6 separate regions of the Mus musculus genome follow, and all the other regions are linked to region 3. A link is a contact called in public Hi-C, HiChIP or PLAC-seq and promoter capture Hi-C data. All regions are on one chromosome and are shown on one strand. Each heading gives the region's core, a stretch centred on a gene start, on an enhancer-like site or on the middle of the called end of the contact. The rest is flanking DNA. Distances are from core to core; before and after follow the strand shown.

The links. Promoter capture Hi-C pulls out the DNA fragments that hold promoters and counts their contacts. Hi-C and Micro-C count contacts between places; a contact is called where the count stands out from the background. HiChIP or PLAC-seq counts read pairs in DNA pulled down with a chosen protein or histone mark.
Region 1: an H3K4me3 HiChIP or PLAC-seq map of intestinal villus epithelium shows a contact between it and region 3, with 10 times the contacts expected there. The contact joins the enhancer-like site here to the promoter of Barx2 in region 3. A contact is called at or near these places in 10 of 39 promoter capture datasets (the C10 cell line, cranial neural crest, embryonic stem cells and 6 more), 2 of 15 datasets of contacts at CTCF or cohesin (the NIH/3T3 cell line and stem cell-derived epiblast-like cells), 12 of 484 Hi-C or Micro-C datasets (the G1E-ER4 cell line, the HL-1 cell line, Sertoli cells and 7 more), 19 of 115 datasets of contacts at active chromatin or transcription factors (astrocytes, craniofacial prominence, embryonic basal ganglia and 11 more) and 2 of 9 other capture datasets (embryonic stem cells and pancreatic islet).
Region 2: an H3K4me3 HiChIP or PLAC-seq map of embryonic stem cells shows a contact between it and region 3, with 5 times the contacts expected there. The contact joins the promoter of Tmem45b here to the promoter of Barx2 in region 3. A contact is called at or near these places in 6 of 39 promoter capture datasets (embryonic stem cells, hippocampal neurons, liver and 2 more), 3 of 484 Hi-C or Micro-C datasets (all in embryonic stem cells), 5 of 115 datasets of contacts at active chromatin or transcription factors (embryonic forebrain, embryonic stem cells, intestinal villus epithelium and 1 more) and 3 of 9 other capture datasets (adipose tissue, embryonic stem cells and liver).
Region 4: a Hi-C map of embryonic stem cells shows a contact between it and region 3, with 2.6 times the contacts expected there. The contact joins the promoter of Kcnj5 here to the promoter of Barx2 in region 3. A contact is called at or near these places in 8 of 39 promoter capture datasets (embryonic stem cells, hippocampal neurons, liver and 1 more), 6 of 484 Hi-C or Micro-C datasets (all in embryonic stem cells), 5 of 115 datasets of contacts at active chromatin or transcription factors (astrocytes, embryonic stem cells, forebrain and 1 more) and 1 of 9 other capture datasets (embryonic stem cells).
Region 5: a Hi-C map of epidermal suprabasal cells shows a contact between it and region 3, with 4 times the contacts expected there. The contact joins the enhancer-like site here to the promoter of Barx2 in region 3. A contact is called at or near these places in 14 of 39 promoter capture datasets (the 3T3-L1 cell line, embryonic stem cells, frontonasal cranial neural crest and 5 more), 1 of 15 datasets of contacts at CTCF or cohesin (stem cell-derived epiblast-like cells), 31 of 484 Hi-C or Micro-C datasets (the HL-1 cell line, Th1 cells, cortical neurons and 8 more), 12 of 115 datasets of contacts at active chromatin or transcription factors (embryonic limb bud, embryonic stem cells, fibro-adipogenic progenitors and 4 more) and 3 of 9 other capture datasets (adipose tissue, embryonic stem cells and pancreatic islet).
Region 6: a contact with region 3 is called in a promoter capture Hi-C map of liver, with 3 times the contacts expected there. The contact joins the enhancer-like site here to the promoter of Barx2 in region 3. A contact is called at or near these places in 9 of 39 promoter capture datasets (the 3T3-L1 cell line, embryonic stem cells, frontonasal cranial neural crest and 5 more), 1 of 484 Hi-C or Micro-C datasets (cortical neurons), 5 of 115 datasets of contacts at active chromatin or transcription factors (astrocytes, embryonic stem cells and stem cell-derived neural progenitor cells) and 1 of 9 other capture datasets (embryonic stem cells).

The regions. Positions count from the first base shown.
Region 1 is chr9:31,599,678-31,602,878 of GRCm38.p6, forward strand. No RefSeq gene overlaps it. Among named protein-coding and RNA genes, the nearest start is that of Gm31408, 42 kb to the left of the region's middle. Within about 2 kb of position 1,619, at least 5 of the 459 cell types and tissues checked have an H3K27ac peak or open chromatin away from gene starts, as enhancers often do. A contact at or near this core is called in intestinal villus epithelium, where this site is marked.
Region 2 is chr9:31,462,836-31,465,970 of GRCm38.p6, forward strand. It overlaps Tmem45b (transmembrane protein 45b), which reads right to left and starts at 1,403. Exons shown (of 6, transcript NM_144936.1): 1 at 1,331-1,403.
Region 3 is chr9:31,911,918-31,915,099 of GRCm38.p6, forward strand. Barx2 (BarH-like homeobox 2) reads right to left here and starts at 1,368. Exons shown (of 4, transcript NM_013800.2): 1 at 988-1,368. The coding sequence starts at 1,174.
Region 4 is chr9:32,343,074-32,346,274 of GRCm38.p6, forward strand. Kcnj5 (potassium inwardly-rectifying channel, subfamily J, member 5) reads right to left here and starts at 1,271. Exons shown (of 4, transcript NM_010605.5): 1 at 1,031-1,271.
Region 5 is chr9:31,649,222-31,652,714 of GRCm38.p6, forward strand. No RefSeq gene overlaps it. Among named protein-coding and RNA genes, the nearest start is that of Gm31408, 91 kb to the left of the region's middle. Within about 2 kb of position 1,385, at least 21 of the 459 cell types and tissues checked have an H3K27ac peak or open chromatin away from gene starts, as enhancers often do. A contact at or near this core is called in the HL-1 cell line, epidermal suprabasal cells, muscle stem cells and 1 more, where this site is marked.
Region 6 is chr9:31,430,206-31,433,772 of GRCm38.p6, forward strand. Tmem45b (transmembrane protein 45b) reads right to left here. Exons shown (of 6, transcript NM_144936.1): 2 at 1,116-1,315. The coding sequence starts at 1,299. Among named protein-coding and RNA genes, the nearest start is that of Tmem45b, 32 kb to the right of the region's middle. Within about 2 kb of position 1,611, at least 51 of the 459 cell types and tissues checked have an H3K27ac peak or open chromatin away from gene starts, as enhancers often do. A contact at or near this core is called in embryonic stem cells and liver, where this site is marked.

The DNA of each region.
Region 1 (3,201 bases), core at 369-2,868, 310 kb before region 3:
TTATAGAGGCCAGGGATGTGGCTCAGTTGGTATAGTGCTTGCCCTAACATAGAGAGACTCTGGGCTTGATTCCCAGCACCATATACGTTTAGTGTGGTGTCTCTACCTGCAATCTCAGTACTTTGAAGATGGAGGTAGGCAATCATCAGGGATTAAATGGAGGTCACACACATACATGCACTTTCACACAAACATACATGCACTAATAATGAACATAAGAAAGATAAAGTGCTGAAGAGATGGCTCAGCAGTTGAGAGTACTGGCTTCTCTTCCAGAGAATCTGGGTTTGAGTCCTAGCATCCACCTGGTAGCTCACAACTGTCTGTAGCTTCAGTATTAGAGCAAAGAATGTCCTCTTTTGTCATCTGTGGGTATCAGACACATATAGGGGGCCCAGAAGTATATGCAGGCAAAACAGCATAAACATACAATAAAAATAAAAAACCCAAAGATAAATAAATAAGCTATAACCTGTATCATAAAACTGATTGTTTGTCCTTTAGTCAGTTAATCTGGACCATGTTTATACATTTCCACATACTATGCCTGTCACTAACTGAATGCTCATTGCTGTGTGAATAACTGAAGGTGCCCCAGGTAAGTGTGCCTGTACTAAATGTTTTGCAAAGACTGGGAAGACAGCAACAGCATGGGAGCTCACAGGCCCTATATGCCAGGGGAGCAGACAGTCTGGCTATATCCTATGCATTTATATGTATTGATTAAGTACAGCCATCCAGGGATGTGGAGTGCAAGGGGTGAAAAAGGATGCCATTTTCTTCCTTAATGGCCCATACTATTTATTCAGGCATATGTATTTTACTAACAGAATCAAAGCAATGAACATCAAAAATGTCTGTCCTCTTTGGAGGGTCCTTACTTTGACAGAGGCAGAGACAGAGACAGAGGCAGAGAGAAAGAGACACGAGAGACAGACGAGGGGCAAGATAGAGAGGGAGAGACAGAGACAGAGACAGAGACAGAGACAGAGGCAGAGACAGGATAGGAGGAGAGTACTGACATTCAAAAGCTGATTTGGTATTTACAGCTGAGCCTACTGGATGCACACAACTACACAAAATACAAACCTTAGACTACTCTGAGGTCACAGTAAACAGAGGCGAAGCCAAGCCACTTCTTACTTTTGTCTAACATGGAACAAAAGCAAATTACTATGCTTTATGAGAAATGGTGAACACTTGCCTGACTTGGCTGGAAAACTAATGGCCACGTTCCTATTCTTTCCAAATACAGCTTTGCCCTTGTTCATTTGTACTCTCTACAGATTAGATTAATTACATAATCTGTCATAGAATAGTCAACCTTTATCGCTAATGTTTTAGAGATCAGATCTTACTCTGTAGCCCACAGTCCAATGTCGAGTGAGCACTGACTTCCTTAGTCCCCACCCCCAGTCATATGTAATCTCCTTTTTCCTAATGTTCTTTATTGCCATGTCCCGTGGATCTTCCATGGTGAGTGTCCCCCTCAAGTGTTGAGACAAACATTTATTTTCTGGTGGCCTTCATTAACAGAAACCACAGCAAAACTCACACATTAACGTCTTATCACGTGGCTTTTCTCTGTCTCATCCTTCCAGACCTCTCTATTCTTGTCAGATAAGGAACGGTGCTATCTTCCTTTACAGCTTAATTGAGGTCTGATTTGCATATGGTTTGCATACTTAGAATGAAACTTGATAAATTTTAACTTATGTACTTTCAGCAACTATTAATCTACTTTCATTTTAAACAGTGTGTGTGTGTGTGTGTGTGTGTATGTGTGTATTCTTACCCCAGAGAGGACGGGGGGGGGGGGGGGCTTTATCCCTACAGTGATAAGCAGGCTTAATGCTTACTTCTGAGCTTCTAAATCCTTTTCTTCATTAAGGGGAGCCAAGACTCCTTTAGGAAATGATCAGGTTGTGTCTGACAAAGTCCAGAAAGTATCTGAGCTATTTGGCTACTCTGGAAAGTCAGAAAGTATTTAAGGAATGATTGAACGTGGAGGAAGGACAAAGGAGCTCTCATGAGGGGACTCCCAATGACCAAGTATGCCTTTATGTGTCATGAAGACGAGCATTAGCAATGGATTCTGTACAAGTGGATAAAACAGAATCCACGAGTCAGACAGATAAACATAAATGAATGAATGAGTGAAGAAAGAGAGGACTCCCTCCAACCAGTGCACTCGGAAGGAATGGCAAAACTGGGGCGTCACCAGTTGGCAGCACCCATTGTAGTTAGCTCACCCAAGAAACAATGTCAAGGATGGTGAGAAGGGGCAGGAGTGACAAAGGCTAGATGAGGGTGGAGTTTCTTAGTTCCTGGCTAGAGAAAAAGAGCAACATTTTAGTGGAGAACTTGGAAAAACACCTTAATGAGGTGATTCAAGTTCACACCAGCTGACATGAGGTCAACTGTAATGACATTCATCCAAGCGAATGCAATAAGAACACATTGTGGCATCTTTTCCTCAAAGAATTGCCAGAATCAGTCACAAGGAACTGTCTACAAAATGTCTCCCATGCAGCTCGGAAATATCACCATCACAAAAGACAGGAACAGATGGAGAAAGTTAGGGAAGGTCTGGAGAGATGGCTTGACAGTTAAGAGCACTGGCTGCTCTTGCAGAAGACCATGGTTTGATTCCCAGAACCTATATGGTGGCTTTCAACCATTGTAACTCCTGATTCATGGTATCTACTGATCTCTTTTGGCTTCTGTAGGTCAAAAGGATTGCATGTGGTGTTTGCGTATGCACATACTCACACACACACACACACACACACACACACACATGCAGGGAAAACACCTACACATATACAACATTTAAAAAGGCTTTGTGGAACACAACTGCCCACAGTGTGGCTTCTAGCATTATTGAATCAGTCAACATGACCTTAATGGGTAAGATGATTAAATGATAGAAATGGAGACACCTTACTCCCTTGGGTTTTATGTTGTATCAAAATGTCAAAGAATGCCCTGTACATGGGAAACCTACCTTCAAGTGGTTGTGCTAATCTCAGAACTGTAGTAACCAAGGGTTTGACTCAGTCTCTTTGATCCTAGTCTTGAGGATCAGCAAATCCCAGCCTTCCACCCTACACAGGGTGTTCCCAAAGGACCTTTGCAGAAGGCCAAGGTTCTTTAGACAGTGATCCAAGAAATAATCATCCACAAGAGGGGGAAATAGCG
Region 2 (3,135 bases), core at 153-2,652, 450 kb before region 3:
TGAGATTCAACAGCTTCAGCTTGGCCATCAGAGGCAGCATCCACCAGGAAGGCAGGGGAAAGGACCACAGAATACAAAGGAAAGTGCCGCCATGGTACCTGTTTCCACCTTCCTAAACAAGAGCAAACTGAAGCTCTTTGGTAAGAGGGAAGAACGTTTGGTTTCTGTAATACTATTACAGGTACTGTGCAACCAGATAAAACCTTGCTCGATGCTCATCCTTTGTTAAAACAGTGGTTCCTATTCAGTGCAGCGGTACTATCCGTCTCTTGTCTTTTCCGGAGACTATAGAACAGCAGGTGACCACATTATTACTAAGCCAACAAACTGTCATAAAGAGCTGCCTCTTTGGCGTTCAAAATCCAGTCTCTACTGCGTAGAAAGCTCATATTGACAAAAAAACCGAAAGCGTAGGTTGCTTGTGAACAATAAACCATAGTAGCTATTTAGATAGGTGTGTAGTTAGATAAAATGCATCTGCCTTCCCAGCTTTGATAACTATGCTAATCCCAAAGTCAAATAGAACCCAGGGAAGGGCGACAGGGGGAGCAGTGTGTGGGGGGCAGGAAAGATGGAACGAAGCAGCAAGCAGCAGCCGTTGCTGAGACCTTAGGCGAGGCAACTGCTCTTACGCTTTTAAAGTTCCATTTTATGAGGCCCCACCTTTCCCTGCTGAAGTACAGATCTTTTTTTTTCCCATTACGGTGGGCCTTGTCTCCACTCAGTCCCTCTGGATTCAGGCAGGTGCCCCCACTTTCAGGCTCTCCTTGCTAAGGCCAAGGCTTTACTCTTGGCTTTTAGAAGCGGAGGCCAAACGATGGCCTGGAGGAGCTGTTATCAACCGTCTCTCATTATCAGACTTCCCGGCCTGAGGAATGTATCTGGTTCCTGTATTTATGGAGTCTTAGCGACAGATGGGGTGCAAGTGAGCGCGAGTCATTCTGGCACCCTGAAAACAACTCGAGGTCTCCTTAATAGGCACACCACCTAAGGTGGAGCGCCTGCTTCCCTGAGAATGAATGCCAGGCTTCGCACCTAGTCACCTAGTCGCAGTAACGCTGTGGACCCGAATCGTTCCAGGACCCCGGGGACAGTACAGAGGAGCAACTCCCGGGGGGAGCTGGTGAGGAGGACTACTCCTAGCCCCGAAGGGGCTAACCAACGGCTTCCTAGGTACTAGACTCCCTCTGCACTCCAGCACCCTCCCTCCATCTGAGTGAGCGCTTCTCTGTCTCCTTCCTGAGGATCCGACTCCGGATCCTCACCTCCCTTCCCAGGTGGTGCCTCCCTTTCTCCCGGCCCTGAGCCCCTGACCCAGCGGGAATCCTACCTCTTCCGAGCCTCAGAGGTGTCCACTTGCCAGCTTCGGTCACACGTGTGACCGCGGGTGCCCAGGAGGTGCAAGCGTCTGCACCCTGCCCCGCCCGGCCCCGCCCGCTGCAGGAGCTGGCAACCTCAGATGGCCCTAACCCTGCTGCTAGCACGACCTCAGGTGGCTCAGCACAGTACTTTTCTTCCAAGCACCTTTTCCCTGCTTCCGAGTGTCCCCTGTTTCTGAGAGTCCCCTGCTTCAGAGAGTCCCCTGCTTCAGAGAGTCCCCTGCTTCAGAGAGGCTTTCGGGGACCACAGGCACTCCTTTAAAAGTGTGTTCCCGAAAGCCCAGCCAGGTTCCTGGATCATCCAGGTGCACTACTTATGGAGACTTCCTGTTATGCAAAGCGATTTCTGGCCTGGGAGGAAGGGAATGCTCTGAGTGGGACTAGCTCTGAATTTCTCCAGCCAGGAAAACCACAGCTAACACGCAGGACAAATAGTCACTGACCACTCACCGCCAAGGAAGGCTCCGGTGGATGATACGTGGGCTTCTTCTTTTCCATTCTATTCTTTTCTACATCCATCCATCCATCCATCCATCCATCCATCCATCCATCCAATCAATCTTCTTTGTGCACGTTTGACAAAAATCTGTCAGGTGGGCACAGTTCTGGATTGGCATGAGAGGAGTTCCCGGGTGGTGTTTAAGATGCTGCAATAGTGGCTGCTCTCTGTAGCACTTGTAGCTAAGAGACTGACCTTATTTTGCACCGTTGCTGCCCCTTGTACTTCCTAAAGACATGAAGAGAATGCCAGCACTAAAGCTCTCTGCACACTCAGAGAAAGAACTCAGGGAGAGATACTAGCAGAGGAACCTCTGAAAAGCTGCTGTGTTTTCAAAAACGATATAAAAATCTGTATTCTCAGCTTGGGGACTAGCCCTCAGAGCAAAGGATCAGGTCCCGTCCTGGAGTGTGTCCACACCTGCAGATTTTGAAACAGAGGAAAGGGAGTAGCCCTACACAGTCATCAGCCAGGGAGAGGCTGCACTTGGTCACCAGTTCCTTCTGACGCTTTCTGCTCAGGACTGTTTTACTTTCCTTATAGGCTAAGATCTCGAGACAGCCGTGTGCAGTTTTATTGATAGAGCTACTGGTTGGTAAAGATGCTTTGACAGTTTCATTTATGTTTTGTGAGGCAGGGTCTTATGTAGCCCAGGTGTGCCTCTACCTTACCATAGAGCCACAGATGACTTTAGGTTTCTGGTCCTCCTGCTTGTACCTCACAAGCACTGGGATTGCAGGTGTGCACCCCTCTGTGTCTGGTTTATATAGTTCTAGTGGTTGAACACAGGGTTTGGTACAAGCTAGAAGAATACCAATTGAACTGCATCCTCAGCCCAGAGATTGTGTGTGTGTGTGTGTGTGTGTGTGTGTGTGTGTGTGTGTGTGTGTGTATGTACATGCGGAGGCTAGGTCCATGTTGGGTGTGTTCTCTCACCTTCCACCTAATTTTTGAGATGAAGTCACTCACTGACTATGGAGCTTGCTCACCTGTTCAGTTAGATTATGGGCCAAGCAAACTTTAGGGATCCTCTCTTGTCTGCAGTGAGAATACGGGGATGTGCAGCCCGCTTCCCGCCTAGCATTTTATATGAATTCTGGGGATCAGAACCTAAGCCCTCATTCTTGCCCCACAAGCACTTTACCAATGGAGCTACCTCCCCAGCCCTGAGATACTTAGGACCTCTGGCTCAAATTTAGCATCCAAATATTAAGACACACCAGTTTTTAAAGTATACCTTTGACGGTCGTTAACTTC
Region 3 (3,182 bases), core at 118-2,617:
GAACCACTGCAGTGGGCACACACTTCCATTTTTCCAATTATAATTTCGTGAGTTTGTTTCATGGCAGTCATACAGCAAGCACAGAACCAAAGGCCCAAAGCACTTGTTTGCTCTCAGTGGAAAGCACAGTCAAGAACTTCCTTGAAAATATTTTCAACTGTTTTAGCTCCACCTAACTTTTTTGTAGCCTGATCCCCATCTGCCAGGGAACTTTGAAACCCAGAGCTTCTCTAAATGTACACCCTGTTTTAAATGTCTTTGGATTGATTTCCTACAGATCTACTTTTTCAATGTAATTACTAAATTCTCTGTTTCCTTCCTATTGGTCTAGTTTTTGTGGACAGAGGAAACCAGGTTTGAGGGTTTTTTTTTTTTTAAAAAAACTGTTACTAGTGTTGGTTTTAGTCACTTAAAACAAACAAGGGGTTTATCCTTTCTGCTTGTGTCAAAACTCAGCACAGCCCAAAACTACTTTCCTGAGGGCAATCATTTTAAGTAAAGTTTGATGTAGTCACAAGTTTATTTTGAAGCCCATGAAACCGATTTACCTGTAAAATTACAAAAGAGGCTGGGCAATCTAACTCTAGGTGAAAGATGAGACCACCAAATTAAAGTTGAAACTGACAAGCTCACTGCGTGAAACCGCCTAGGCACTGAATCTGTTCAAGTGTTTGAAGTTTCTCACTAAAACCCCCGGTAGTGCCAGGGAGAAGGACGCTTTCTCCAAGAAGCCAGGACAGTTATGCTACATTGGCGTCTCACTCCAAGGACCACTTGGTCTTAACTCATCTCCCATCCAGGGAGCAGTACCTGCCCAGGCCCGGTTGCAAACGCTTTTGAATGCCCACCACTGGCGGGCGAGTCTGTTCTTGCAAGGACGCAGGAAAAGAATCCTTTGGTCCCTCTGGCTCTCAGGTTGGAAAGCAGAGGCGACCGCACACGGGCAAAAGTACAGCAGCCCACTATATCGCCCAGCGGTTGTCTTACCGGTACAAGAGTGCAGGGGCTTGGGTCGCACCACCAGCGACGGGCACACAGAGTAGAGGGAAAGTTTCTCAAAGTAGTCGCAGGTCTCCTTGGAGAGGATCTCATCGATCATGAAAGTCTTGTAGCGCCGCCTGGCTGCTTTGAGCTGGCCGGGTGAGCTCAGCCTCAGTTCCGCGTGGCAGTGCATGGTGAGCCGGGACCAGAGCCTGGCGACCTGAGCGCGGCGAGCGCCTGGCCGTCCGGGACCGCAGGAGGTGGCTCGCTGGCTGGGGCCTGAGCCCCGCTCCTCGGCAGCCAGAGGGGCGGCGGGGCCCGGGGAGGCGCGCAAAGCAGAGAGGGCACGGGCGCGCCTGCTGCGTCTACACCCACCCGCCGAGCAGCATCTTTGACTACAGCCTTTTTGGGACACCGCAGCTGTCAATCAGCGCGCACTTCCTGCAGGGCCAGGTGCGGAGCGCGAGCCGAGGGGCGTCGGCCGCTACCCCGCCCCTGCGCGCCCGTGCGGCTGGGGTGCTGACCTGCGCACCCCGGGTCCGACCGCTCTTGCCCGCTGCCTCCCGCCGATCCGAGAGTCGAGCGCTCCCCAGGCGGCTCTATTTTAAGACACTCGCTCCGGTTCTCCTTTCCCCCTCCCCCAGCTCCAGGTGTGTGTACGGGTGTGTGCGCGCGCTCGTGTGTGTGTGTGCACGCGCAGGACTGCGGGCGCGCGCCTCCTTCTCCAGGGACTCAGGAGTCTAGCCGCCACTTTTCCGAGTCGCATCGCCCCTCTGTCCTCCCTTAGCGCCAGTCCTGCTAAAGGGGGCACCGCTCCCGCCCCTCCGCCCCCGCAACCCTATAGGCAGCTATGTCCACACCTCTTGCCATAAAGCAGTGGCATCTTCATCCAGAATCGCGAAGCTCCGGGCTCCAGAGCGCGCGCTTTCCGACGACCACCGAGCCTCACTTGTCCCCGCTGGGCCATTTCCCTAAACCACAGTGTCCTCTCTCAACCCAGCCCACAGCTCCGAAGCCCGCGCTGCAGCCGTGCGCTCCCGAGGTGGGGCATTTGCTCCAAGGTTGCAAACTTGATTGCCTCACTACGACCCCAAACTACAAATGAATTTAGCACACTCCGTTATCCCAATTATAAACTAGGGTAGTAATGTGGTGTGTGTGAGTGTGTGTTTAAATTCTGTTCATACAACGGTTTTCTTTTGCCAGAAAGGGCCAAAACAGCGGGATCGCGACGTGCCCGCGGCCCTTCCAAAGTTAGCCCAAATTCTGGCTTTTCCTAGTGCCCAATCCCGCTTTCCATTCCGGGGTATAACACACTTCTGGTATTGGGGGATGGTTTGCCTCTTTCTTCCTAGCGTCCTAATCTCAGAATCTGTTCCTACCAATGTCTGTACGAACTTTGTTCCTAACCACAATCCTTGCGTTAGAGCGTCCGGCCCGCACCTAAGCGCCTAGGACAGCTCCTGCTGTCAGTGACTCTTCCAGCCGGCCGGCCGGCCGTGGGAAACGACCTCCGGGTGCACTCCCAGCCCCCAAGACTGTGCCCCTGAAGTGGTGTGCGCAAGCTGGAAAAGAAACGGACAGCGGGGACACAGAATTTGGGACAAAACAGCCGATGGTGTTTGCCTGACGCTCGCACGGTGCGACTGATCCCGTGGCTACGCGCTCCGAGCATGGTTAGCCGCGGAAGCAAGTCGGGACGCGCACCTGGGCCGGTGGTTAAACTCGCTAAGGAACAAACTTGCTGAACTAATGATTAAACACTTAAAGAAAATAGGCATTAATAGACTGAATCATAGTCGAGCGTTTGCTGTGGGCATCAGCTCGTATTAATGATTTTTATTTCTCGTGTGTCTGCCTCTGCCTGATTTCTCTTTCCTTCTTAACTCTTGAGATTGCTTTTATTTCTGCTGTACCAGACATAGGTAGCCAGCACTGCAGCTAGGTACCCCAGAGGCTGAGGTCCTTGCCTTTATCCCTGGACTCTGTGGACTATCTGCTGTGGAGGACGGAGGGCCTAGGACCTGTCGGGGTGCGCCACCGGTCGCCTCGACCCGCTACGCGAGGAGCCAGGGGCCAGGGACCCAGCGCAACACTCGCTGCCGTGCTAATCCTGAGGCGCTGCTCTCTTGAGTCACCCGTACAGTGCCATGCCGCACCATAGGCAGCCACGAAGAAACTAAGTGCTTGGCGGGAATTGA
Region 4 (3,201 bases), core at 21-2,520, 430 kb after region 3:
TCTGTAAATATTAGCTGCTGTCCCCTGCTTCTCCGCAGGGATTCCCATGCTCGGTGGCCCAGGCAGCTTGCTTAGGAGAAAGAATAGCTACACTTTGGAGTCAGATACTGTGGAGACTCTCCCGTTGTAATCTCAGTTACTCACCCTCTCAGAGCTGCCATTTCTGTGCTGTGGGACAGGCTTGCTAGTCTCCGTTTAACTGAGAAGAGTCACAGTGAGCATTTGCATTCCCACTGTTTGCCTGGTGTTTGAAAGGTTCCCCTCGATAGCGCCCCGGGATCTTGGTATGGATGCTGGGCAGGCTAGAGTCTCCACTGCCTTTTGGGAATAGCCCATGAAATTTCGAGAAGCCAACACTGAACACTGCTCCACAGTCCCAGGCTAGAAACCCCCCTCCTAGTGGCCTGCCCTTGCGTTTAAAGGAGGCCCTGGCAGAATCAGGTGCTACAGAGCAGATCTCCAAGGAGAGCCACCATCAGGAAAATGCTATAGCTTGTCTTCCTCCACCTTTTATCTTTAACCCTTCTTTTGAACAATTGCAGAAATGTTTTCAAAAGAAGGAAAGCATACAGGTAGTGACCAATTCTGAGAAGACTGGTACCGCAAAGCAGTTAGATTAGAAAGCAGCTGGGGCAGAGAGTCTACAGTCCAGGGGGTCGCCCTACCCGACCATCTCTGCCCCCACCTGAAGCTGTTTCTGGGAGCAAGGTTCTCTCTATCTCCTCCCAAGGCCTGGCCAAGCAAGCCAAAGATGGAAGGTTTCAGTCCCGCAGGTATCCTGGTCTGGTTCTGGGAGCAGGGCGTTTATGGTCCTGGGGAGGCTGGACTCCTCATCTTGGGGAGGCCGGCAGCTAAGGCCAGCTTCAGTTTGTTGAACTTTGGACCACCGGATCTTGTTCCCATCCTGTCTCAACCCGACAGGCTCCGGTAGGGGAAAGCCTTCTTTTAGAACCACAGGACACCTAGTGAGGGTCCGGTTTGGGGAGTCGCTGGGCTGGGGGAGGGACGCGAGAGAAAGGAGACAACTTACTTGTAGCGCAGAGAGCTTCTCCGAACCCTTGGGGCTAACTTCTGGAGATCCTTCCAAGGCGGTGCAGGTGGCTCTCAGGGCTCTCCAGGGGATTCCCTAGCCTCAGGCATTGCCTACGGACGGGCAGACGCCCCGAGCCACTCTGGTGTCGCAGGTCCAGCTAGCAGAGGCGTCTAAACCTCCCGCCCCTTCACCGGTCTGCCTCGCCCTTCTATCTAGAGAGAACAGCGGGAGGCTCTCTGCTGTCCCTCTCCTCTCCGCCCTCCTCTCTTCTCCCTCCCCATCTCCTCCCGTCCCCCCGCCCCCCCTCCCGGGTTCTCCTCCCTCTGTCCCCCTACAATTGAATCTCTGGATAGAACGCGATTTAAAGGGCCACAGGCAAAGGAGAACCACAAAGAAAGGCAGCAATGGGAGAAATGCTTGCACAATGGGGTATATGGTGGAGATGGGTGGGGGCTGTTGGTATCGGGGGTCACAGTCACTTGGAAGGAGTCCGGTGCCGGACGCAGGGCCAGAGAGAGCGGGCAGCCTCCTCCCTACTCTCCTGCCCACTACTCCCCCTTCGCCACCTCCCTCCAAGACCTCCTTGTTGATGCTCCTGTGCTTCTGGCCACGCTTAAGCGAGGGTCAGAGACCTGCGCCACCAGATGTGTGTGAGAGCTTCCCGTGAATATGTGGGAAAGCTCACGTGTACATGTGTGTGTGTGATCGCCCGCGTGTGTAAGCGCCCCCGCACGTGTGTGAGCGCCCGCGTGCCTGTGTTTAGAGGGTGCGGAGGAGCAGACAGAAGAAACTCTTAGGGCAGAAAATTCAGGCTCAGAGCCTTGCAAGGGGAGGGGGGAACACCTGCTCAGTCATTCTGGGCACTTTGAGGGGGCTGTTGTCCGAACTTCCCTGCCTATCAAGAAGCCAGATGCAGCAGGTGGGGGACATTCCCCTGGAAGTCCGGAGTCACAGTCTAGGGGGGGACCTTAAGCTGTTACTGGGTCTGGCTCTTGAGACTGGGACCTGATTATAACTGAAGGGGAAAGTCTAGAGAAGGGAGAAGGGAAGTGGGTCTTTTGTTGGAGCATTCTGCTTAGGGTAGTCTATAGGTGAGTGGGAATGGCTATTCATTGAAATGGATATGGCCTTCCCTTGAAAGGCAAGTGAGACCTGAACCATCTTCAGGTAAGGGGGCTGGCCTTTCCTCCCACTCTCTACTTTCTTCTCTGTTCCCAAAAGTTCTTCTTGTAAAATATTAAAACTATAATGTCATTTCTGTTGCAACGTCCTATGTACATGTGTTGAAGGAAAAAGCTTTTCAATGATGGCATTAAAAGGCCCCCGGCCCCCGAACCCCCGTGTTTCCTCAAGGTTCCACCCACCTTCCAGTCCGTTGTACATTATTCTGTTTCTACTTCTCTGCATAGATCTCTTGAATGTATTTCATTTTCTGTGTGACAGCCTCCATGTACAGACCACATTGGCTGCTGCTCTGGGGGTCTGAATATCCTTCCTTCTGGGAATCCACTGTTAGTCTCTACCCCAGCCTAGGTCTTTCTCATTGCAGGCACAAACCCCACTCTCCCTCTTTTGTGGACTGTTCTTGGCTTTGAGCATAGAGGACTCTATTCTTCAATGAACCGTAGGAAAGACAGGAATGTCACTCACTGCACAGGGAGGGCTGCTGTCTGGGAGAGCCAGCACGTGGCTGTCTGCTGGTGCCTTCACTAGTCCCAACCTTAACATCTCTCTGTCTGTTACACAGTTTTTGGGGTTCAGCACCCAAAGGAGAGGGTTTATTCGGCTTCTGCCTCCACATTCACAGTCCATCACTGAAGGAAGTCAGGACAGGAGCTCAACATGACCAGAACCTGGACTCAGAAGCTGATGCAGAGGACATGAAAGGTGGTGCTTACCGGCTTGCTCATCATGGCTTGCTCAGTCTGACTTAATATAGAATCCAGGGGTGGGACTACCCACAGTGGGTTGGGCCCTCTGCCATCAGTCACTAACTAAGAAGATGCCCTACGGCCAGAGCTTAGGGAGTCATTCTCAAAGTTGAGGTCTCCTCCTTTCTGAAGACATTAATTAGCTTGTGTAAAGTTGCCATGAAACTAGCCAGCACAGCCATTAGGTGTTGGTTTAACGCTCAGTAGGGGGTCTTTAATTCTTTGGTTTCCTGGTTG
Region 5 (3,493 bases), core at 135-2,634, 260 kb before region 3:
CTGTCACAAATACTGGCATAAGTACATTATTAGCTTTGGAGGTTACAGGCCTCAGTGCCTTTGTTCCTGTGGTTAGACAGCACATGACAGTGACAATCTAAGTCAGAACGCAACTTTTTTCTCATGGCTGGAACACAAAAGAGAAAGAGAAAGAGAAAGAAACTATGGTCCCAGGGCTCTATTCAAAGTGATGACCCCAACCACCTAAGACTTACCAGCATCACCTCTTAAAGTTCTTACTACCTTCCAGTAGTGCCACAGGCCAGGGACCAAGTCTAACTCGGAAGCCTTCTGGGGGGCATACCAGATCCAAACCATAGATAGCAAAATCCAAATGTAATTGTGAAATGCAGGCAGGGTGAATGAATAAGTTAGTGAATGAACACCACCCAGATGTGCATCCTAATAATTATCAAAGTCCCTTTCCAGTAAATCAATTTCTATATCGCATTCAAAGAATTTCTGAGGTGTCCCAAGTCAGAGGCGTGCTCAAAGCCGTAGAAGGCCAGTCAACGTGCTGGACCGAGATCGTGGGAATCCTGAGATGTGAATAGTTGATATTTTCTCTGTTCCTCAGACAGTGTGACAGTGGCCAGCTCCTATGTGGAGGCCAGGTGCTGTGTCTTTCAACACTCTTTCTGTTTCATGTTGAATGAGTCAAGCCTTGCAAAGCTTGAAGAGTGAAAGCCTGCCCCCCTTACACCCCTGAAAGTGGCCGGGGAAAGGGCCCTTCTGCCAAGGTTCTCACCCAGGTGTCCGAGCTCCCCTTTTTTTCCCCCGCTTCAAATAGTCCAGTGACCCCAGCCCATGCATGGAGATCTCTAACCATACTGAACCTGTTTTCTAGAGAAAGCATGTGTGTGTGCATCCTAGGGAGGGAAAGATGGTGCCTTACCCGCGTATCAAAGCTATTTATGTGTCTGTTGTTCAAATTGTGAGGTTCTTGAAGGCACTACTCAGTGCCAACAGAGTAAATGGCTGCTGGATCAGACGATGGAAAAGAAAGCATGATATATGATAGCTGAACAAACGTTTTTCTGAAGTAAGGTCCGTTTCTCACATTGGCCAGGGTCTCTAAAGATGTAGGGTCCTCCTAATGCCTCATCTCATCCAAAAGGACACCCAAACAGCTGCTTCCCTCTCTGCTTGGATTAACTCCGCCAACTTTGCATGTAGGCTTGTTCACATCTCGGAGTGCTAGAACCAGTTTGAGGCTTTTCCATGAAGTGTGTGGTAATGGTGTCCCCAAATGGCTTGAGGTGATGAAAGAACAACCTGGGAGAGTCACCTCCCTGTTTGTCTTCTCAGCCTTGGGAGTGGACCCTAGAAGGGCTATGCCCCAACCCTGGCCTCTTTCTCGGCCCAGGGCTATGAGGGACTTGCTGCATTCTGAGTGTGTGAAAAGAACGAGGGGACTATGAGTCAGAGAAATAACTCCTAGGGCCAACCTCACCCTAGAATTGTTTCATCAAAATGGGAAGCTGCAGAGGGGGGAACAAGCCCGATGCCAAGGTGTCCACGCTGTTCCAACTTGCCTTCGAGTTGAGGACTCAGCAAACACTGACACGGGTTGACAAACCAAGACAGGTTTGATTTACAGAGCACTCCTCTGTCCCAGGGAGAAATCAAACATTGTAAATCACCAGGGGATGGCCTAGGCTCTAGAGTGCTTATAAACCATCTGAGCAGGCCTTGCCTCTTGCCCCACCGGGAGTAACTTTCCATCGGGCAGTGTGCCCTTCTCAGAGGCAAGACAAAAAAGAATTGTGTGCACAGAGGGTGAGGTGAGTCACAGGAAGCTCAGCAGGGGCTGCTTCTCCTAACCAGGCATCTGTGATCACTGGAAAGCTTGCACAGTACTTACCAGTCTGTCACTAGGCTCCAGAGAGACTTCCATGAACATCAGGGACTGTCCTGCTTGACCGTGCGAGGAGGAAGAGACAGTGCAGCTCTTAAGCTGCAATGTGTGTTTTTTGGATGGTCTGCCCAATGGGTATCTTCTAGAACCTTGGAGCATACATCTCACATGCTTCTGACAGTGATGCCCAAGGCTTCCTATGGAAGAGGCCTGAGTGATATCAATGTGAGAAACAGACACTGGAGACTTGCCTTAAATCTGGGCTTCTATGAAATGTGTCATCAACTGACTAGGGAGGAAGTAAACAGGAACATGGCTAGAGAAAAGAGACATATTCTATATATTCTGTTATCAATGACACACTTATCTGAGCTTTGAGGACCGAGATTCCAGAAGCCAGGGTTTTATTCCTTCCTTCCATGTAACGAATCCATTATTCTCTTTGCATTTTGTAGCATCTTCTTGTGCTTCGTCTGTTCCTTTAAGGCTACCCTACGAGCTAATCAGCCTTTGAATGGAAAACACGTGCCGTGCCTCGTGCTCTTTGCTTTTTTGGCTTACATCATTTGTTGGGACTCTGGATATGGGGTTGGTATAGTTAGTTGAGTGTGGGGCAGGGAGCAAGAGCCTTGCCTGCTGTCTCTTGGCTTTTAGAATTCCTGAACAAAGGCCATTGTTGTGAATTAACCGAGCTGTATGTTTGGTAGAAGGTAAGGCAATCACACTGAACCCAAACAGTGAGATTTCCTGTAGCGTAAGTGAGAAAGTTAGAGCTTTTCTCTGAATTTCAGTTCTTGGTAAAGAAGGGGTTGGGGTTACACCAGAAAAGGGGGTTCTTTTCTGCTGGCTTGCTCTATCCATCCCCAGCATGTTGAGGCTCAGGCCCTAGTACTTCAAGTTATTTTCAGCTCTCCCTACTGGTTACTATAATCTAAGAGTAGGTTATTTTGTACACCCTAGCCTCATGTCTTCCAGTTGCAAGGGAGGGACTCCCACATCAGCCTCTTCCCTATATACAAACCAGCCACGCAGGTGGCAAAGGTGGATCAATCCTTCCTTCTTGAAGGGTCTGAGTGTAATCAAATCTAGGAAGGGACACCTTCCACCCAAGAGGACATGTCTTATCTCAGGAAGATGAAAATAAAGAAAATCAGGAGAATAGTTTCATTGGCACAAATTGGACCAGTGTTGAACTCAGCCTGGGGCAATGAGATTCTACAACACATTCTCTCCGCCCCTCGTACACTTACAGTGTTAAATGTGGAAAGTTTATAGAGATCGCCTTGACAACCATCATGTTGGAAGCTGTATGAAATGTGGTCGGCTTTTAATACACCCAAGGCTGTCTGGTTCCCTTAGCAGTTAAGCCAGTGTTAAACCCACCAGTCCGGAGTGAAATTGTATAAAATATATACTTATATAAGTTCTTCCTTTTAAATGTTTATAATCTATGTTGAATAGCACAAACTCAACACAGGGAAACAAATTCTGGGCAGCTTTCAAAAGAATTGAATTCATTCCATGCCCTGGCGGTAGGTGAAGTCCAAGGCAAGGTTCTCAGCTAAAAGACACCCTCATTCTTTGCCAGTTGTTAGGAAAGGTTCCATGCTGGAAGGAAGTCCCAGAAGCCAGCAT
Region 6 (3,567 bases), core at 361-2,860, 480 kb before region 3:
GGTGTGGCTCCAGGCGGAGCTCACTGCCAGTCCCTGAGGCGCTGCTGCAGGAAGCCCTGGGGGATTCGATGAGAAAGAGATAGGGCTAAAATCCCTCACAGCCACTCTGCGGGCTTTCTGTTGTCTGTCTTGTTGGCCGTCCTGTGGGTACCACTCCTGGTGATGCTTGAGACTTTTGTGTGGAGGATATGCCAATGAGTGGTTGTTAATTAGCCTGAGATCTAGATAAAGACTTTTTTGGGAATGATGATTTAATTTAACCTAAACTCTATATAGAACTTTGAATTGCTTAAAAAAAAAAACTCCCCTAATTCTTTTTTGCATTTTCCAGTTGCAGAAACGAGGATTATAAAGTAATATGAATGCCCATTGTAAATTTACTAATGCGTTTGTGATTGTACGAGGGATAGTTATATCATGTTAGGCGTATTTACAACCTTGTTATTGTTTCATGTGAACATGAGATATTTGTGTCAAGTTGACAAGGGGTGGATTGTAGTGGCTATTCCTGGTTGTCAACTTGACAATATTTGGAATGAACTACAATCCGGAATTGGAAGGCTCACCAATGATCCTTATCTGGAGGCTTGGAGATCCTTATCTGGATCTTGGTTTGAAGATCTTGAGCCATAGTGGCTATGGATTCCAGAAGATTGAATCTCCGAGTTAAGGAACACACCTTTAATCTGGGCTATGCCTTTCATCTGGGATTAAAGGTGTGGTGGAACACACCTTTAATCTGGGCTACACCTTTTGCTGGAGACAATATAAGGACATTGGAAGAAGGGAGTCTAGCTCTTGCTCTTGCTCCTTCGCCTGCTTGCTGCGTGAGACTGAGTAACTGCTAGATCCTTGGACTTCCATTAGTATTTGTTCTGTTCCTATAACTTCATAGGGCAAAAACTAGTTTACTTGGTAGTTATTCATAGTGTATACAATAGGAGGGTCTATTAACTATTAGTATAAAGCTTTGCACACATGGATATTAGAATATAACAGACTAGCAGTCATCTAGACCCTGTCCTATTATCTCTGCTAGTAAAACATCTATTTCACAGGATCTGGGAGGTAGGTTGAAGGATCTGGATGTGAAGAGAAAATGACTCTGTTCTTACCAATGATTGCAAACAGAGTCTTCACTGCACCTTCAATGATCTCAATGCGCTCCTGCTGACGGCTCAGTCTGTTATTCTTCAAGCCCTTGTGGTGAAAGTACTTCAGTGGGTACTTCACTGACCACCACAGCCCCACTATTAGAAAGAAGCTCCCTGGGAGAGCATGGCCCTTGAAGTTTGCCATCGCTGTTCCAGGATGCCTAAGAGATGAGGATTGCAGTTAGGTGATTGAATGATGAAGACATATATGTACATATAGACACATATAGGTGCATGTGTGCATGTGGAGTGTGTGTGTGTGAGAGAGAGACAGAGACAGGAGTGTAGAGGCTGGAGGACAACCTCAGGTATTACTTCTGAGGGATACTATCCACCTTACTCTAACACAGGACTTCTCATTGGCCTGGAACCCACTAAGTATGCTCTGCTGGCTGACCTGCCCATGAGCTGTATAGATCCGCTTGTCTCCCTGGCCCTGAGATCACAAGGATACACAACACACCCAGCTGTTTTACGCGATAGACAAGAAGTCTTTCTACTCTGTGTATTTTGAGCCAGGCATAGTGGTGCACTGCATGCCTTTAGTCCTAGCCCTTGGGAGGTGGAAGCCAGAGGGTCAGGAGTTCAAGGTCATCCTCCCCTTCTTAATAAAGGCAAGGCCAGCTTAGGCGACATGAAACCCTGCCTCCAAAGCACCATCCCCTCCACACTGTAGCAAGAAGCAGAATTGATCGTAAGCCACACCAGCAAGATCAAGGCTTTTTATGTGAAAAGCCCTTAAATCACTAGAATAGTACTGTCTGCCAGGTAATTTGGGGTTGGGGAGAACACTGCCGGGCCCGGGGCTGTGAAAATAAATAAGTTTGGTGGGGAGAAATGGAGGCCAGGTCAGTATTTGTTGACTCAGTGTAAAGATATCTTCCTAGGCACAGATGCGAACGAGAGGATTAGAGAGAAGAAACTTTATATGTAGTAATTTAAAAAAGCTTTTTATTGATTCTCTGTGAATTTCACATCATGCACCCCAATTCCACTCATGTCCCTGCCCCTTTGTGTCTGCCTTCCGCCCCTGTGACCCCTGCCCCCGCCAAAGGAAAAATAAGAGAACAAAAATCTCATCATGGGAGCTGCACTGTGTCACAGTGTCATACACCCTTTTTGTCCAACCCCCTTCACTTGCAGACGTTCATTGTAATGAGTCATTCAGCGGTCTGGTTCAAGGCCTCTGGCTTCTGCTACACTGCCAGTACTGGATCTCCACCAGGACTCCTCTCTGATATCTTGTTGTTGATCTGTGTCATAGAGATCCTGCAGCTTTGGCTCAGCAGGACTGGCTCCTTCACATGCCCCAGTAGTTCATAGAAGGGGTAGATGTTAGGGTGGGCCAACCCTAAGCCCTGGATCTGGGCCTGAGTAGGAGCTGAGTTGGTCAGCCCACCAGTTCTCCCATACCCATCTCACTAGGGCCAGCCTGCCTGCCTGGCTAGCTTACCCAAGTGCCACAGCCAATAAGGGGTGGGGCAAGCTCTCCCACTCTCATGCCCTCGGGGCGGGCTCGCCTGCACTGGCACCACCAGTGCTGGCCAGTCCAGGCACATAGCCTGCTCTACTGAGTTCTAAAACCAGCAAGGGATTGTGGGAAGCCATCCCTGCTGTGCCCACACCACCTCACGGCAGACGAAAGGTGGGGCCAGCTCTCTGTAGGCATTTTTTTTAATGTCAAAATGATGAAAAAGGGGCTGGTTAAATGTCTCAGCCAGTAAAGGATGCTGGCTGCTGAGCCTGTTGACCCGTGCCCAGTCTCGGTGGAAGAAGTGGGACCCACTCCTACAGGTCCTCTCATCTCCAGAGGCACATCACAGCACATACACCCAGAGAAACACAATGTAATTAAACCAAAAGTCTAAGAGATGGAGATAAATCAGGAAGCTGGCAGCTATACAGTGACTGTTAATTATAAAGCTTTTTACATATTTTTTTTTTCAAATTTAATTTTACTTTTTTTTTTTTTGGTGTGTGTGTATGTATGAGTATTTTGCCTGCATTCATATCTAAGAGAAAGCCTGATTCTCTGGAAATGGAGTTACAGACAGTTTTAAGCTGCCGTGTGGGTGCTGGGAATCAATCCCATGTCCTCTGGAAGAGCAGCTAGTACTCTTAACTGCTGAGCCATCTCTCCGACCCCAGCCATTACAGATTTTTTTTTTTCACACTGCAGGCAGCAATTTTATTTCCTGTTTTTCTAGACAACAGTAAGCAGCTGCTATCACATGGCCACTAATACTGTGTGATCCCTACTCCATCCAGCAAAGCACTGTACTTTGGACAGAAGCAAATGTCCTGTTTACTCACAGCAGGGCGATCATTTTACTATTAACATGCTGCTGCTCACTGGCTGCTGGAATCTGCTCCCTTCAACTTCTGTATCATTAGCTGCTCCAAAATAACCTAA